2 separate regions of the Anas platyrhynchos genome follow, and region 1 is linked to region 2. A link is a contact called in public Hi-C data. All regions are on one chromosome and are shown on one strand. The core of a region is the stretch at or near the end of the contact, and the rest is flanking DNA. Distances in the headings are between cores, read along the strand shown. Region 1 holds the start of ITGA4 (integrin subunit alpha 4). Region 2 has its middle 71 kb from the start of UBE2E3.

The links. A called contact is a pair of places that touch in the nucleus more often than the background predicts.
Region 1: a contact with region 2 is called in a Hi-C map of subcutaneous adipose tissue, with 2.4 times the contacts expected there. The contact joins the promoter of ITGA4 here to the enhancer-like site in region 2. A contact is called at or near these places in 5 of 8 Hi-C or Micro-C datasets (F1 follicle, F5 follicle, liver and 2 more).

Annotation. Positions count from the first base shown.
Region 1 is chr7:25,351,329-25,357,654 of IASCAAS_PekinDuck_T2T, forward strand. It overlaps ITGA4 (integrin subunit alpha 4), which reads left to right and starts at 1,885. Exons shown (of 28, transcript XM_027461081.3): 1 at 1,885-2,887; 2 at 2,973-3,094. The coding sequence starts at 2,694.
Region 2 is chr7:25,178,650-25,185,434 of IASCAAS_PekinDuck_T2T, forward strand. No RefSeq gene overlaps it. Among named protein-coding and RNA genes, the nearest start is that of UBE2E3, 71 kb to the left of the region's middle. Within about 2 kb of position 2,387, at least 1 of the 8 cell types and tissues checked has an H3K27ac peak or open chromatin away from gene starts, as enhancers often do.

The DNA of each region.
Region 1 (6,326 bases), core at 635-3,134, 170 kb after region 2:
TTGGAAGAGACCTCAAGATCATAGAGTCCAACCTCTGACCTAACACAAGGAGTCCCCACTAAACCATATCCCTAAGCACTACATCTAAATGTCTTTTAAAGACTTCCAGGGATGGTAACTCCACCACTTCCCTGGGCAGCCTGTTCCAATGTCTAACACAGTCTAGGAAAAAATAGATATCTCTTTCTGACAAGCAAGGTACAGTAAGTTTCTCATCTGCACCAAGTACACAGCTGTTTATGTACTAACAACTGAATCCCATGGCTTTAGGATCCACCTCTTCTTGTCATGTAGCAACTGTGCTGCCCTCTTTCTCTTTAGCAGCCACTAGACTGGAGGTTCTACAAAGTCACTGTAACTTTCAGCTGCACATCTCTCCCTAAACTCTCAGCCACACCAGTCTCAAGAGACTGACTTGTCTCTGGGTACCACAAACAGCTTGTGTACATTTATCCCTTTTCTATGACACCGGTTGATAAGCCGCAATACCTAGTGTGAGGAACAAGTCACATATTCAAGGGTTAGGGTGGGGTCCCCCCAAATGTTTAGAAACACAGCTGCAAAGAGATTGCTCGGTTGCATTCATGTTTTCTGCATCAGCTATATTCAAAATGATAGACATAAAATTGGTCATGAGAGAGAGCAGAAAGGACAGAAATTCCTAGACCATAAAATTGCCAGGGTAAAGGAGGCTGAGAGATGGCTCTTCCCCTCTCTGATTTTCAAGGGATAGAGCTTTGTGTCCTTTTTTGTGAACAAGAAACAAACCCAAGAATTGTAATGATTTCTTGGAGAAATGCCTGGAAGTCCCCAAAACCAGGCTAAGTGGTCAGAATAGTGGTGAAATGGTGGTTCAATTAAACCACAATTTAGCTTTTCAGATTTGAATCATGCCTGTTCTGCTGCTTTCAGAATGACAGTGAAAACCTGCCTAGTAGAAATGCAGATTCACAGCTGCTGTTGATTGTCATAACTCCTTTGATGTCAGTAGTTGGAAGGAAGATGAAGGGCTGCTGAGGGGCTGTTTAGCTCCTTTACATGAAACAGTCACTGCTCCACACCCGTGCTATCCAGGGAAGCCCTCTGATGGTTCTAGACATGAGTACTTCAAAAAAAGACACGGTGCTAACTGACTGACCGCCTGTCAGGCCTTGCAATGCACTAATCCCATTACAGGCATTATACACCTGAATGCGCTTAGAAGGACAAGATGTATCACTCAGTGTCCCACTCTGGTAGTTGCTCTGCATTTAGCAGAAGTGTTAATTTTTCCACACTTTGATTAACTGACTGGAAATGAGAGGGTTTTTTTATTCCAAGAAGCTTAAAATGCCATGTTCTGAATTTCTATTTGGGGTTGGTACTCTACCATCTCACAGTTATTTCTAATGCGTGTAATATTCAGCAGTTGAAATGACAGTGGATGTCTCCCAGCTACAGTAAATAGTCTTTACAACTAATTTTTCCTCTTTGAAGAACCGCTTATGCTCTTGTACCTGTAACTGAAACTACCATAGTGCGTAGCTGTGCTACTGTAGTACTGCAGCAGTGGGGAAGCTCTGCTATTCAAGGAACTTCAGCGAGGCAAGGTTTGTCTGTGGAGTAACAGCCTTGATTTCAACACACACCCAACCCAATGTGAGCTAAATCGAGACTCAGTGACTGACTCTGGAAACACACAGAACCAAGCTCCTTACTAAGATCAAGGGAGCCTTTTACAGGGCCTGCTAAGCATCAGGTCTCCTGCACGATGCTCAAATTTTTCTTTACTCCTGTGCAGTCCAGCGGACCGGATGGTAACTTTACCAGCTACTCAACTGGAATGCAAAACTGAACAGGAACGTGAAATTTCATTTTCAAATGTGAACAAAGTGCCAGGGGTTGTTCTGATTCCGTCCCACAGGGAAGGAAGTCATCGGCAGGGAGTGGTCCTGTGCAACACGGGCGGGATGGGGCTCAGGACTGTCCTTGGCCGTTAGGACGCTGGTTTTGGGGCTCTGGTACCTCTGGTACCTCCCCACCGAGAGGGGGGCCCGGGAGTTCCCCCCAGTGCAACGGCCGAGGGGCAGGAAGGCTAGCAGCACAGACACGAGGACTTTTTTAACTTCCAAAAGGAAGGCACAAATCTGACCGCAGTTTCCCTCCCTGAGGACGGACCCGGGCTTGGCTGGATTTCCACGCCGGGACTCGGGGCAGACGCGCTCAGGGGAGCGGGAAATCCAACGCGCCAGGGCGAGGAAGCCGGCGAGGACATTTTGGGAACAGCCTCCCTCCATCTCCCAACCTCCCCCCAACCCGAACACCGGGCAAGGGGCTCCCGGGGGCCGCGGGGAGGCCCGAGGGGGAGGCTCGGAGGCCGTGCCCCGTCCTGCAGCACCCCCTGTGCGCGGGCGGGGCGGGGAGAAACCCGACCTCCGCCGCCTGAGGAGGGAGAGGGGCTGCCGCGGCGCGGGAGGAGGCGGCGGCACGGCCGAGCGGTCCCCCCCCGCTCCGCAGGGGACACCCCGCACGGCTGCGGGAACTGAGGGAGGGAGCCGCCCGGCCCGGCTCGGCTCGGCCCGGCTGGGAGCAGGGCGCGGGCTGCCCGGTGTCGGGGCAGGGCAGGGCAGGGCAGGGCAGGGCGGGGGCGGCGCTGCCCCTCGCCGAGCGGAGCGGGGAGGCGGGCGGCCGGGTGCTTGCAGCCGGCCGGAGCCATGCGGAGTTGCGGGAGGGCTGCGGGCTGCGCCGCCCCGCTGCTTCTGCCGCTGCTGCTGCTGCTGCTGGGGCAGCGCCTGCCGACGGCGCGGCCCTACAACCTGGACACCCGGCACCCGCTGCTGTTCCGCGGGGGCACCGGCACCTTCTTCGGGTACTCGGTGCTGCTGCACAGCCACGGCGAGGAGCGATGGTGAGTCTCGGACGGGGCTGCCGGGGGGGAGCCGGAGCCTGCAGCCCCCCCTGCGGCCCCTCACGCCGCCGTCTGTGCCCCGCAGGCTGGTGGCGGGCGCCCCGCGGGCCAGCTGGCCGGCCAACAGCTCGGTGGACAGCCCCGGGGCCATTTTCCGGTGCCGGATCGGGAGCAACCCCCGCAGGCAGTGCGAGCAGCTCCAGCTGGGTGAGTGAGGGATGGAGAGAGGGAGTGGGGGGCGGGCGGTCTGGCGGTCTGTCTGTGCCTCCGCTGCCGCTCTGAGAGCAACCGGCGACCGCCTTGGGACCAAAGGCGAGCCCGGTGCGGCTGCCCCATCGGGCCGGACCGTAGGGGGGTCCCGCACCTCCCAGAGCCTCGCTGGGGAGTCGGTGCCTCCCCTCGCGGCTCTGCGTTAAGCGGCCGCAGCTGGCAGAGGGGGCTGGGGCTGGCACCATGTGCCCGGCCATCCCTGCGCGAAGCCGCGCCGTGGGAGCCCGGGTGGGCGCAGCCCGCTGGGTAAATCCTCTTTCCGAGCACCAAAACTACTCGTGACCCAGGCAGTTTTTCCAGCTCCTGTGTTAACCCAACTCCTCTCTGCTGCTACGGTCCCAGAAGGTGTAACTGGATGCGTTTTTCAGGTACTTGCTCAAAATGAGCACGCTTTGCGGTGGGTTACTGTGAATATGCCTGAATTGCTCTGGGGTCTGTTCTCGTCCTCCTTGCATATGGTACCTCCACTCTACCTCCACGTTGCATGTTAAAAGTTTCCTGAACTTTCTCTCCTGCTGTAACCAAAACTGTCCAAGCCGTTAAAACCATGAACTTGCCGCCCAGTGAGGATAAGAAGCGCGGGAAAGAGTTTTCAAAATATTTGAAACCAGTGGAAATGATAACGCACCATGAACTGATGTGCTTTGAGGACAGAATGCAGGATTCTGTTACAAAAAAAAGTTACAACAGTAATTTCTCTAGAAAATTAGAATTGGTGGGTTCTATCAACTTTTTTCCTACAGACTGAAGTAAGAGTTATATTTTGTAACTGAACTACAGAAAACTAAGATACAAGCAGTTGCTCGTGGAAACTGAATTAAAGTTATTCCAGCCCAAGCACTTTTTTTTTTTTTTTTCTGAGTGATTTCATTCCAACATCAGATCTATTGGAAAAATGATATATAAGAAAGGGCTTTCTTCTCCAATTGCTTGTTTAAGAGGCTTGGAAAAGCCAAAGAAGTAACTAAATGGGTAAAAGAGCATATGCTAAAAAGGCACTAAGGCCCTACTGGGTTGGAGGCTAAAACAGCCCCTCACTGTGTAGATGAGGCAAAGGGTAGTAAGGTTTTAACTTCTTTGAAAGCTGCAATACCTCTGCAGTACTTGACTTATTCATTTAGCCAGTGGAGATACAAAAGCCTCTAACAAAGGAAATTGGTAGGCTTTTCTTCAGTAGCTTAGGGGTTTCTAAATGAAACGGTGCAACAGGTGAACGAAAATGTTTATGTGGTACCAAGGACTTAGTTTAACACCACTTCCGTCCCTGGATTTAGAGGTTGTAGGTTGCACAACGATGTTTACTCTCTTGTCCTGGACTTCTAAAAACAGTAATACCACAAGACGCTTTTTCAAAATGTTTGTTTTCATTAGTGATAGGTGACATCTTTATAACACTAAGGTACATCAACAGTATTTCTGAAATCACATGGGTCCTTCAAAAGTATTTCTGAAGTTGCATAGGTACTTCAAAGAAGTGTTCCACTAAAACAAGAAGTAAGGTCAGTAAAGAAGCCAAACCATGCTGTGGTGCATGGGATGTAAATTAAGTAGATTAGTATCTGAGCTTCGTTAAGTTTCTGTCATCCTGCTGAGCGGTCACAGAAATACACAAGGGAATTTGCAATTGCAAAGCTGAACTTAATTATCTCCTGTCTAACTCATTCAGGCTGTCAGCAACTTTGGGACATAATGGTTTTATCAGCACCATGTCTTTCTGTCAGTGACCTCCTTGTTCTTTTTTCTGCTTGGATTCTTGCCAAGTTTGGATTCTGAGCTCATAGAAAAGGATATTTTTCTGTGAAAAATGTGCAGGGATATATTACACTGCTGGGACAGGCAAACTGAGAAATAGCCATTTTTATCTTTCTCTTAAATACCTGGATTCACATTTCTTTCAGTAAAAGAATCTCTGAGGTAATAAGTTTCTGATCCTGTGTCATAGAAATATAGAGGTGACAACAGGCAACAGAAGTTTTGTTTTTTTTTTTTTCCTTCTTCTGAATGTCAGAACTCTGTAATAAATAGATTTGAAGTACTTAGACATAAACATGTTAAGACACTTTGTTGCCATTTTTCACTAAAGTAGCCTTGAAACTGGCTTATCTAATTAATGAAGGATTCATGCACAATTAAGAAGCCTCTGATCACATGAAACTGTTGTTGTGTTTTCTATGTCACACATTTCTATGTGGTTGCTCAATAGAGAAAGACTTGGTTGGAACAGTCTTATGCTACAGTCATCCAAGCATCTGAAAATAACTCATCTAGGCATACTTTAGATAATTTTACTGTTGTTCAGAGTGTCACAGGGATGTGGGCTTGTTTAAGAACTAAGGGGAGTCATGAGATACACTAGTAAATCTTGGTCTTCACGGACCCTCATTGAAACTTTTAAATCTCACTGTGATGGTTGAACAGTGGAGCAAAGTTTTCAGTTGTTTTTCTAGTTCTAGTACTTCTGTCAGTGGTTTCAAATATTCAAGCCTACTGATTTATTCATAATTGGAGTATTTTTCGGTGATGGCTTATGTTAGATGCAGAGGCTTGTAATCCATCTGTAGGCACAAATACAACATAGAATGCCTCAGGTATGTTACTCAGAACACCATCAGTCTGCTAGCTTGTGTTTCAATTTCAAGGCCTTGTCCAGGTCAGTTTGGGGATAGTAATACATTACTGCAAGGGGACTTGCGCAATGTTCTTCAAATGTTTTGACCTGTTACATTTTGGACATGCAAAATGTTATAGAAATTCTTCAAGAAAATTGCTCTCATATTTGCAACTGAGAATGATTAATTGGACAGCAAACTAGTTACAAAAATTGCCATCAAGTGTAAACAAAACAAAACAAAAAAGTTTCAACTACAAATACATACAGTAAACGCAGTGCATGTTCTTTTAAAATCAGGCCAGCAAGCTCTGCCCACAGTATCAGCCTTCCACCCTTCCAAGAAGTCCCAGCTGCAATTAACCTATGAACAAATTGCCCTCTAGCTCCCCCAGCTGAATCGTTACAATGGAAAAGTGAGCAGTTAATGGCTTTCTCCAAAAGGCAGACCTGTGTTTCTTCAGCCTTGATTTCAGTAAGTTTTGCCTTTGATACTTTGGCTTTTTGATCTCACTTGCATCGATTATACTCTGCCAGTGATCTACTTGGAAATGTCCTTAC
Region 2 (6,785 bases), core at 1,137-3,636:
GGCGAGGAGCCAGCCACGCTCAGCGTGGGGCTGCTCTATGGAGAGCCAGCAGCCGAGGACCAGCTCAGAAATCCAGCACAATGCACAGGGCAGAAACAAAGCCTGACTGCAAAACAAGAAACCAAAAGCTTGGACTGGCCTGCAGGACATGTCTGGTAAGCAAGAGGAGCAAGGCAGTAGGAGAGGAGAAAACAAAGCCATTGTTCTGGAGGTAGGCCTGACTGGTGGCAAATGAGCAGATGGACAGCACTCTTCAGCCTCCTCCCAGGGAGACCGATGGCAATTTGATTGCTGGACAAAAGACATGGACAGGAAGGTGCTGATCTCCCTGCCCCAGCTGCCTTCTGAGGCGCCCTTCATCACTCTTACCACGTTGGGTCAGGGCTGGGCAGGGAGAGGGACAAAGCCTAGCACTGAAAACAGAAATACCACAGCCCTGCCTGTTGCTGGCAAATTTTGCCTCTGCAGAACTACTCTGTCACAGGGCCTTAAATAAACTTCTGTTCAGCATCCATACTGGATCGCCAGAAACCAAGACATATTCGGAAAAAGAAAATCAAAAAAAAAAAAAAAAAGAACTACATGAAAATGAAGAAGCCTGTTCACAGTACCCTAGCAGTACATTCAAAGGAATAAAATCATTGTAAGCAGACTGGAAAGTATTTAAAGAAGCCCATTTCTGCAGAGAAGGCATATTGGGTCTCAGAGCAAAGCTCTTATCAGGAAATATTTTTTAAAATATGAAGAAAGAAGCCAGCTACAGGATAAGGGAAGCTAATAAAAGCAAACAAGAAATAATGGGCTGAACGCTAAGGGGACAAAGTTTGCTGCGGATTTGTAGTTATTCAAAGCACGTAGGAGAAACGCTGACCATGAAGAACTATCAAAATAATTTAAAGTGACCAGATTTTAAAACAGTCAATAAATTCAATATAATTAAACGTAAAGTGATAAGCAGGAGGAAAAGAGTCTCGCATTATGTACACAGTGGGATCTGAGCTCATTCTTTAGCACTCTGAATTCCTCAAATGACACAGCAGAGAGAGAAGGTCTTTTAATACTTCCAATGTTTTCCTATCTGTTGAAGGTAAAGGCAGGTCTGTACATTAGCATCAACACAAAAGCCTTTGAAATCGAGTCACATGCTGATAACAGGTTAACATCATAAACTTTTGGAATACAAATTTGGACATTTTGGTTTAAATATTCTCCTGCAGATTCTCCTGGGATTCCTGTAGGTGGGTCAGTATTGCTATGTTATGCTAACTTCAACATGTATGTTAATCAGTCCCATATTTCCATCTTTTACAAAGTCATAATTGTATTAAACCTACCCAGGGCCTGGGATACCTCAGGCTCTACTGAGAGCAGTGCTCCAAGCTACTGAGCTATTTATCTTTAGTATTGCTCAGCAGTTTCAGGAAAAAGACACAGCGAAGGACAAGAAATAGATTTAATGCTGGGCTGATATAAGCAGTGGTGCAGGTGTTTTAGGATAGGAGCACTGCTGTTGCAGAGGTGGGAACGATGCTGGCAGAGGAAAGAAATTGATACATAGTTCTCAGTACCAGAGATACTCACCATCCATGCAGAGAGCGCTTGGGGCTCTCCACAACATGGAAACACAACGTGGCTCTCTACACTGCTGTCTCTCGTGACAGCAGTGGGTTACTTCTCCTCTGCCTTACAGGGAAACCCAGCTCCTGCATTTTTGCCTGAAATCAGTTACTCCTTCTGCTCCTTCTCTCCATCATGGAGAGCATCCCTCACTGTGACTGAAGTTACCCCATGAAATGTGTCAAAACCACATAAAACTGAACCACCCCATCCTGCACAAGTTGCCAGTTAGGTCTTCATGCTAATGTGAGCTGCTGGTTCTTCCAGGAACAACTTATGTCAAATCAGCTGACAGTGGCTGGCACAAAAAGCAGGAAAAAGACAAAAGTCTCTCAAAACCTGAGGATTTTCAGAACACGCCTCAAGACTCCTGCTATTAGCTTGAACCATGGCGTTGCACGAGCAATTAAAAATGAGCAAACAACAAGACAGCCAAATCTGCAGAGTCTTAGTCAGGCAAAGAAAAACTCCATTTCAGGAACACACAATGCAGTTTAATAGTGAATCTAAAAATTGTCCACTGACAGCTGATGAGTATGGCCACATCACTAGACATGGGACAGCCTTGTGTTTCTGAAGCCACGCGTGCAAGGGTGTAAAGCAGAAACATCTGCCCTAAGGCATGGAGAGTAAAGACAACAGCCTTGCAAAAAGCATCTTCCCACCCTCCCAGTCAGCATTGCAGGCACGGAGCCCTGATCCCTGACACCCCTCACCAGGCAGGCCTGCTCTGCCCTGCCCCTGAAAGGGGAAATGGGAAACAAAGAGCTTTGGGTGGGGGAAGCTGCCAGCAGCTTCAGGCTGATCAGAGGGTGACTCAGAGGCAGCGGTGGCCACAGGCAGGCTGGGTTCCCAAAGACGCAAAACCCTGAGAGACTGTTTGCTGCTTGACAGAAAAGTGAATGCCACGATTTTAACCAAATTTGAAATCGTGTATGTGGGCAAAGCTCCTGTCAACAGCAGGAGTTCTGCTCAAGTAATGTTCCCCAAATAAGGCACTTCTTTACTGTGAGTTATCAGTGCTATGGTTTAGGCTGCATCCCTACATGTAGACACACCAATTGCTGGCAATTTGCTTGCTCTCCACATCCTTCCTAAATGCCTCCAGCATTAAGAAATGAATGTATTTTTTTTGGAGGAACTCCATCTTTGCTGAAATTATAGAAAAAAAATAAAGTGACAAGAAAAGAAAAAGAGAGTTTTTTTGATTCTTCATGTATGGAAAGTGAATAGTCCAGCTGTCTCACACAAAAGACTTTGAAAGGTTCAGACATCACCAGTCTCATTTTTTGTTGGCCCTGTACTAGCTGCACTAAAACCAGCAGGTGTTGCACTGGTGCAGATGTGGGGAATCACCCTACCTGAAAGAAAAAAAAAAAAAAAAAAGAAAAAAAAAAGGAAATATGCAAGAAATCACCTGAAGATGAGGTATTAATAGCATATATGAGTGAATTTGGTGCTGCTGGCATTTGCCTGATGTAGCATCTGACACCCCTCATGCTAAGTTTGGCTGAACCCAAGTGCTGCAACCAGGGCTAGGAAGTTTCCCCCAGCCCCTGTCTCTGGGCGGCTACAACACATGCTGGGCACCCAGAACTGGACTTACTGGGAGCTGTAATTGAGCTACCAGCCAACCCGGCTCATTAAACCTGCAGTCAGGGGACAGAGGAGAAAAAAGACCTAGCTTTGGGCAGCTGTATTCAGGCACCTCTGCTCAGTTCAGGGTCAAGGAGGTGTGGATGAGGCTTCAGAGCCTGGAGCTGGAGCAGAGGCAGGGAGGCGAGGAGAAGCCTGCTCCGCTCAGCGGTCACAGCGAGCTGCCCTCTCTCCCTGCAACACACTTGGCAGCTCGCTGAGAGCTAAACCCATCCTAACCTGGGGGCTGCAAGCTCTGCGGGATGGAGAGGTTATCTCCTGACTTGGAGCTGCTCTGTGCTTAACAGGAGATTACGGGAGACTTCTTTCCATTTGTGTTGCTTTCTGGTGCTATTCAATGCAGGCACTAACAAGTAACCTTGGGAATCTGGCACAGGTGGATCCTCATGACTAGTTACCAGGAACATCTATGAAATACTACACGGATATTATCTCCCCTCCCTTAATAGATAAGTCTCCTTCTTCTGTCAGTGGCTGGCCAATTTTCCTCTCTATTGAATGCTTCCATTTCATGATGGACGTGCCAGACTCTGCACTTCTAAAGGCTTTATTTATTACCTGTCTGTGGTGCTTGCACTCTCTCATCGTTTAGACTACATGACACATAAATGCACTCAAGTTATGTATTTATATAAGCAAAATCCCTCTCCTAATATAAATCCTGTTGTATTTCATTATTTCTATATTCATAATGTTTTGTTTACCCTTATTCAGACACAGAATGACTCCAGCAGAGCTTACTCCTGACTGCACAAATCGTGCCCATTTTTCTTTTAGGTCTTTAGTGGGCTTAGATGAAAACACAGCTACACTTTTTTTCTTTAGGCTGTGAATTGCATATTCTTTGACAGCAACAAATGTTTGCCCATGTTATACCTATAGCCTAGAGAAAGACTAGCGGCATTATCTCTCATCTACTTTAACTTCAGTCATGTCTCTATTATTTAAAAGTGCATGCAGTGTATGTACAGGCATGAGCTCTCACCCTTGTTGACTCTCAGGTGAAAGCATTTCCAGTGCCAGTTCCCCTCATCACTTCCAGCTATTGGGTGGCACGTTGCAGTGGGCACAGGTCAGTACAACACGCTACAGCTACCTGTACTTCACATATTCACCTATTCTTTTCTGCTAGGCTGAGGATAGCGTCAGGCAGCCAGCCCCCAGCTGCACTGCCAAGCATGGAGGTGACACACACAGAGGTGCTCAGCACTGGGGTACAAGGGGATGGTTTCATTATTTCGTTTAGGCGTTTCATGAAAAATTCGTGCTAAGGTCCTGTGTGCTCAGCCTGCAAAGAGCACGAGCTGGCAGTGGGAGTGGGCTCAGTGTGGTTTCAGGGTCAGTGAGCACTTGGGGACCACATCACGTGGGTGGGTAACGTCAAACCACAAACCTCCAGGCCTATGCCCCAGGTGTGGAGTGCAGGCTTCCCCAAAGCTCACATTCACATTTTTTTTTTTTCTCAAGTTCCTCATAATCTAGCTCTAAACATCGATCTTGGGTGAGGTCCTATTCCAACCTATTTTTTCAAGCCTGGTTACACCACCTCATTTGGGGAATGCTCTAACAGGTTTTGGTTTTTGAGGTCAAACTGCTGAAAATCCTGCCCCAGAGGCAGCTCGCAGCAGGCTTGCCTGGAGCACAGGGAGAGAACCTTTGGGGAGGTGCAGCTGGTGCAGGGAGCATTTCCCAACTGTACTTAGCATTGCTATGCGATTTGTGGGGAACATTGTTATAAATATTCTTTTCAAAAGAGAAACATGGCTAAGGAGAAAACCTTATCTAATCCTGCTTTATGCCACTTGCCATATTAAATGTATTGACTGCTATCATACAGGATCCAGATGTAAGCATGCTGTCAGCTTTAACTGTATACTAATTTTATATATAAATATAAACCCTATGGCTGAAACATCCTTTCAGTTTTCTCTTCCCCCTGCTGGATTAACACATCAACAGCTGCAAATAACCAATGGCTTCAACCGTGCCACAGAATTTTTCATGTTAAAAGTTTGTCCAGACATCATTTCAAGCAGAACAGAATTTTAAACCTCACTTGTTGTCTGCTTCTGCTGCACGCTTGTGAATAAGCGATGATCCTAACATTTCAGATTTTTTTTTTTCATCCCATGACAGAATAAAGTGCTGAAATTTTGAAAGCTGTGAAATGGAAAAAAAAAATGCATTTGGGGAATATCAAAGGGAATTTATTCAGGCATTTTGCTAGGGTAAGATCAGAGCGCTCCATTTGAATGTTACCACTTGCACAGGTGTATTCCCAAACACAGCTAGCACCCCCAGAAAGGGCAGCCAGAATGCAGTGGCTTCAGCTGACTAAAAATGCAGAGGAAATTTCTCAATAAATTCCATGAAAAATAACTTTGAAACCATGTGTTCTTGTAGAACTTTTGATTACATGAAGCCTGTGTTCCTCAATGAGGAAACAATAACTGATTTTTGTTTATTTTTTTTTTCAGAAAGATAAGACAGAAATAAGCTCATTGTGTGGGGATGGTTAGAGGCAAAAGGTTTTGCAGATCTTGCAAGAAAAAAAAAAAAAAAAGCAGAGTTAGACTGATGATAACCCTTCTAATTTTTTCAGTAAATGTGTATATCACTTTGTGGGGCGTTTCCCCCCACCGCTGTTTTGTTCTCATCCACACCTATGTGAAACTAGAATCACTTCCCCCAAGCTGTTCTGCTTTAGGTATTTTCACACTTCTGTGCTTGAATTTCTGTTTTCCTTTCTTTACGTTTTGCGTTTATCTACTTCTTTAATTGCACTTACGGAGTCTTCCTTTCTATGCTTTTTCAATGAGGCTGGAGATTTTCACATCCTGCTATTGCAGTCAAAAATAATGCCCTTCTTTTATTCTATTGCACTGTATTGTTGAACTTGGAGCTACGCCTTGGGGTAAGACGTGTTTCACAGTTCTTTTTAGCTTAAAGAAAGGTCATGATCCTTTCAAACAGAAAGCAGTGGCCAGCCCTGGTCTGCTGCTCATTTGAGGGAGCGTTAAGCTATGCTGAGGGAAAAAAGACCCTCTCAATTTCTACCAAATCAAACAAACAGAACTTTACTTCTTTTTATGGGCTTTTCATGTCCAGCCAATCCAATGTCTTCAGGTTTGAGCTGCAGTGACCTGTGGGGCACAGTCTCTGCTATGCGGCTCTGGCTGGGGCTGGAGCATTGCTGCAGCAACAGCTCCATCACCTTGGCTACTCCCCACCATGCCCATGGAGCTCCCCGCTGAGACCACAGACACCCCTTGTCCTTCAGCCAAGCACTGCCTAACCTGCTACTGCCTGCGAGGCACCAGCTGCACACAGTTATGGGCTGTCGCTTATCTGCTTTGTGCTTTTTTCGGGTCCTCTTTTTTGGCTCAGCTCATATTTTCAGTATAGACTCTTTGAGCTTTTGGGGACAGCTTTCTGGGAAAGGCTCATTTCTCCTACACTGGGTTTATGAATAAAATCTGGGTCAGCTGCGTTCCAGGCCCTGGAGGAGACAA